Linked DNA regions of Mus musculus: region 2 is linked to region 1. Evidence: chromatin contacts called from public promoter capture Hi-C data. All regions are on one chromosome and are shown on one strand. The core of a region is the stretch at or near the end of the contact, and the rest is flanking DNA. Distances in the headings are between cores, read along the strand shown.

Evidence for each region. Promoter capture Hi-C pulls out the DNA fragments that hold promoters and counts their contacts.
Region 2: a contact with region 1 is called in a promoter capture Hi-C map of pre-B cells, with 2.0 times the contacts expected there. The contact joins the enhancer-like site here to the promoter of Tmem145 in region 1. A contact is called at or near these places in 15 of 39 promoter capture datasets (the 3T3-L1 cell line, 3T3-L1-derived adipocytes, the C10 cell line and 9 more), 5 of 484 Hi-C or Micro-C datasets (the N1E-115 cell line, cerebral cortex, embryonic stem cells and 1 more), 4 of 115 datasets of contacts at active chromatin or transcription factors (bone marrow-derived macrophages, embryonic stem cells and stem cell-derived neural progenitor cells) and 1 of 9 other capture datasets (macrophages).

Annotation. Positions count from the first base shown.
Region 1 is chr7:25,304,760-25,307,447 of GRCm38.p6, reverse strand. It overlaps Tmem145 (transmembrane protein 145), which reads right to left and starts at 1,340. Exons shown (of 15, transcript NM_183311.2): 1 at 1,165-1,340; 2 at 285-359; 3 at 93-170. The coding sequence starts at 1,284.
Region 2 is chr7:25,593,259-25,595,946 of GRCm38.p6, reverse strand. No RefSeq gene overlaps it. Among named protein-coding and RNA genes, the nearest start is that of Gm51473, 7.7 kb to the left of the region's middle. Within about 2 kb of position 1,341, at least 6 of the 459 cell types and tissues checked have an H3K27ac peak or open chromatin away from gene starts, as enhancers often do. A contact at or near this core is called in pre-B cells, where this site is marked.

The DNA of each region.
Region 1 (2,688 bases), core at 91-2,590:
CTAGGGCAAGGCAGAGGCATGGTCACCCTCTGAATGGCTGTGGCCTTCTGTCCCTGGACACCCCTCACATACCCACTCTTCACAGCTCTCACCTTGTCCCTTGCCTTGTACACCGCTGGCCACTGGGATGGGTCGTCAAAGTAGAGGAGGATGTTCTGACAGCACTTAGCCTGAAGACCCAGAGATTTGGCGGTTGGGGTGTTTATAGCAGTTGGAGAGCTTTTGCCAAGGAGGGCCAAGGGAGTGTCCAGCCTCAGCTAAGGAGAGTGGCTAGGGAGACTCACCTCGGGGTATCGGAATCGGAAGTCCAGTCGTCCATAATCCGAAAGGAAACAAAATCTTGTCAGGAACACCCAATCCTGGCAAAAAGAATCCAGTGAGATCTGAGTCCTTCAAGAACTCAGCTTGACCCTACCCACAGACCCTCAACTTTTCTTCTCTACCCAAAGCCACTTAGCTTCCCAAACACCACAAAGCAGCTAAGTCACCTCCAGAATTCTTTCCAGATCCTTTTGCTGTGTGTCCGATTTTCTGCTGCCCTGGTTTTCTCCCTCAGATGTCCCTCAAGTTTCTTTCCCCCCCACCCCCGTCCTCCTCCTCCCCATCTTCCAGACACACTGAAAAAGACCAGGGATGGCCAGGTGCACATCCCCACCACCATCTGTCCTGGACTCTTTCTCAGCTGCATTCCCCCAGTTACACACACACATGCACACACATGCTGAGAGAGAGAGAGAGAGAGAGAGAGAGAGAGAGAGAGAGAGAGAGAGAGAGAGAGAGAGAGAGAGAGAGAGAGAGAGAGAGAGCAGCCCCAAGGTGGTCCCACAAACCATGCCATCATGACATCCTGGGCAATCTCCCAAACCTTCCTTGCTGGTCCTGAGCAGGCCAGGCAACCTCCACTTGGTGGAGTGAGGGGTGCTGTCCCTTCAGCACCACCATGGTGCAGCTCTGTTCCCCGTAACTCTGACTCTGCCTACCGACCCTCCCCACCCAGGCTGGCCTCGACAGCCACCATGCAACCCCCAACCCACAGCCTTCTCCCTGGTCCGGGCCCCCATTCCTCACGCCCCGGCCCGGGAGGGGCGCAGGGGGCGGGGCGGCATCATCCCCTCTTGGGTCCCGCGGGCCAGGGAACGCTAGGAGATGGCTCGGTGTGCTCACCTCTTTGGAGCTGAGGTTGCCCCGCACGTACTTGGCCCGGGTGCGGGGGTACAGTGGCAGCAGCAAGAGCAGTAGCGGCGGCAGCAGGCGGCGCAGCACGGGCGCGCGGGAGGGCTCCATTCCTCCCGCTCTGGCCTCGGCTCGGCTCCGGCTCCCGCTCCGGCCCGGTGACGGAGGCGAGAGCGCGCGGGCTGGCCAGCGCGCGCCCCCGATTAAAGGGGCCGCTGGACGCAGCGGTCTCCGCCCCCTCCTCCGGGATGGACTAAACTGTCTCCTACTCTTCCCACCTGAGAGAGAACATTCTCTTGTCACCTCACCCCAGCTGTGATCCTCTTCTACAGGCGTCTCAAAGAAACCTCAGGATGCGTGTGTCCTAAACTGAACTCACATTCCCGCAAGCAAGGGTCTTCTTTGGACTGCAGACTCCAGGATTTAACCGAGAAAACCGAGCTCTGTCCTGACCACTGATCCCCAGTTTTGACCCCAAATTATTCTATTATTACCCATTCTCTAGATTTGGCAAACCTTGTGCCCATAGACACACAGAAGATGAGACATTGTTCTGGGACACACACATACACACACACAGTAAAACCTTCTAACAAAACAATCACTCCTGACTGCCTGCCCCACCCCTAGGGTGTGAACCCCAGCTGCTTGAGACAAAGGTGAGATATGGAGGAGCCAGTGCTCTAGCTGCCAGGGCTGGCTTTGTCATGTCCCTACCAGAAGACCTAGGACAAATCACTGGGCCTCTTATCCCTTAGTGTAGTTTGATGCCCCCCACCCCCACCCATGCTGCTATTAATTCTGTCATTTCCCATAGGGCAACTGAGAGTCCTGGGAAGGTCTTCCAGCATCAGACTCCAACAAATATTCCTAGCTTTATCCTTCACCCTCCACTGCAGAAAATTCATTCACTGCTGCTCAAAATGCCATTTCAAAAGCTTTCTGGCTAGACACATCTGCGGGGTAGGGGGACAGGCAATTCTTTGTGAATTCAAGGCCAGACTGGTCTCTGCATTAAATTCCAGAACAGTCAGGACCACATAAGTGAGAATCTGTTTTAAAAATGGGGGAAAAAAAAAAAAGCCAGGCAGTGGTGGCGCACGCCTTTAATCCCAGCACATGTGAGGCAGAGGCAGGCGGATTTCTGAGTTTGAGGCCAGCCTGGTCTACAGAGTGAGTTCCAGGACAGCCAGGGCTGCACAGAGAAACTCTGTCTTAAAAAAAAAAAAGAAAGAAAGAAAGAAAGAAAGAAAGAAAGAAAGAAAGAAAGAAAGAAAGAAAGAAAAAAGAAAGAAAAAGAAAAAAGAAAAGAGAAGGAAAAGGAAAGTATGAACAAAAAGCTTTCTGGCTGGAGATGTAGCTCAGTGGTAATATGTTTGCCTAGCTTATGTGTAAGGTCCTGAATCACATTCCCAAAATAGCAAATAAATGAAATTCCTGGAGTAAGACATGGTACATGCAATTAACCCCAGTACTTGGGAAACAGACTGGTGGATTGCTCCAAATTCCAAGCCA
Region 2 (2,688 bases), core at 92-2,591, 290 kb before region 1:
CAGCATCAGGTGCACTTTTAAATTGTTAGTACAAGGACTGCCTAATTTCTTTATGAGGGCACTCTTAGTGCTATGAACTTTCCTCTTAGCACTGCTTTAATGCTGTCCCATAAGTTTGGGTTATGTTGTGCCTTCATTTTCATTGTATTTTGGAAGGTATTTAACTTCTTTTTTCTTTTCTGACCCACTGGTCATTGATTGGAGAGTTGTTCAATTTCCATGAGTGTGTAGGGTTTCTGTTGTATCTCTTGTTGTTGAAGTCCAGCTTTAATCCATGGTAGTCTGATAGGATACATGGGGTTATTTCAGTTTTCTTGTATCTTGCTTTGTGACTGACAAATATTGCTTGTTTCTAGCTATTGACTTTCTGCTTAACATTGAAAACATATACAGGGCCAGGTGGTGGTGGCGCATGCCTTTAATCCCAGCACTCGGGAGGCAGAGGCAGACAGATTTCTGAGTTCGAGGCCAGTCTGGTCTACAGAGTGAGTTCCAGGACAGCCAGGGCTACAAAGAGAAACCCTGTCTCGGGGGAAAAAGAAAAAGAAAAAAAGAAAACATACAGGAAGTTAAATAAGGCTTATTTCTGTAACTAAGTAAATTAGTCCCCAACATGACTATAAGCTTGATTATTTATAGATGGTTATTAACTTCCATTTCTTAATTATCATTAACAGTTTTACAATAGTAGTTTTCATAAAACTAGAACTTTACATTTTCAAATGAGTTGCATACTCACATATAACTTACACAAGAGTTGAATCATATACAATGTATGGTATAGCGAATATAGCATTAAGTTTTTATCATCATACAAAAATCCCCATCAATCTAAAGTGTTTGAGGGCTTTTGCTTTACTCGTCTAAAAGGAGGTACAATAACATGCCTTTCTTTGTTCTTTTTCATCCCCTTATGTCCTGATTTACTCATCTTCCCCCCCTAACACTAGTGGGAGGGGAAGAAGGATGGGGGAGATAGAAAGACGTCCCTGGTTTCCTTTGTTTCCTCCTTGATAATGACGAGTAACAACTTGAAACCAATCCCACTAAATGACTACACACATCCATAACCCACTGAATGACCGAAACCCACTAACCACCTCTTGGGAATGAGGGTGTTATGTTCTTAAAATTGCTTCCTGAAGTCTGGGGCGACAGTTTTTTTTTTTTGAGGTGGGGGGGATCCTAGAAAACCGTGATATTGGACAAGTCTTGGGAGACTTGGCTGTCTCCTTTGCTGTTCAGGCTCTGTGGGATAGGAAAGTGTGGGATGTAACTGAAGTCCTGGCAGAGACATTGTATGAGGCTGGACACTTTGAAACTGTCCTGGATACAATTTTTGAGGAAACAGCAATTGAGGCAGTCTGTGAGGCTGGGTCCCCTGGGGCTAGATGCTTTGTCTTCAGTGGTGTCTTTTCAGTTGGCTCTGAAAGCACATAAACTTTTATAGGTAACATTGTAAGGACATTTCTGTATTAACACATGCATGGAATGTGCAGTGTACACATTATCAGCTAATGATAATTTCTTTGCTCTATGTTTGAGCAGATGAAATGCATCTGTCAATCTTCTACGTCTGTTTGAACATATCATCAAGCTGTAGAATAAATCGCCCGCCATGACAGATGAAAGGATGAGAACCAGGTAGTCAAACAAATTCATTGGCTTCTCCAGAGACATGCGTGTCTCAGCTGGTCTCTTAGCTGTTCCCAAAACCAGGGACTGTCCTTCATGTCATCTGTTTTGTAGTTTTTCTGGGTCTCTTTCTTCACATCTTTCATGTCAGGAGCCAAGATTTTCAGAAGGTCTCCCACAGTCAAGTCTAATCTTTATTAACTTTGAAAGAATCCATAGATTGTTGCTTCCTCTTGAAGCAAAAGCTTATCTTCTTTGCCAATGCAACATATTTCCTGACTACCATTCTGAGGTCAACGTATCATTAAAGTATACAGGGTAATTTAATTCAGCACTCCTTTCTAAAATGTCTAAATCTTCAGCAGCTGCGCCATCTGTCTCATTAATATTTTAAAAACGTAAAGTAAATGAAGCATTATGTAATCTCTCTCTGGGAGATCTCATAACCTCCCCTCTGCTCATGCATATCTCCTTTAAAGTATGGTTAGACCTTTCTAGAACTATCTGACTTGTGGGATTGTAAGGCATACCTGTAACATGTACTATGTTATAACCTTTGAAAATGTGTTGAACTTTAATGGATACACATGCCAGAACATTATCAGTTTTAATCCGTCAAGGCATTCTTAAGATGGCCATCACTGGACCAGTCTCCCTGCCCCCTGCACCCCTGCACTGGTGGCTGGCAGGATGGAAATGGGTGGCCAGTGGCTGCACTGTCCCCTTCTCTGGGCCTCTATACTGTCTCTACCACCATGGCTCCCTGATCCTGTGCACGGATCCTGGGCTCTTAGTTCTCTGCTAGGACAGAATTGAAAACTCAGAGACACACCTCCCTACAATGTTAAGGGAAGGTCACTATAACAAGCTCCTGGCAGGACGATTGTGGAGCCCAGTGCTCTGCTGTGAGCTTAGCCTCAGGACCTAACAGGAGCTCAATCAGTTATGCACACTCATGGACCCTTTCTCTGCGGTAGGCAAAGCATGGAGATGATCCATGTGCCACCAGCAGAGGAGTACACAGAAAATGTGGCAGACTAATCCATTGCCATG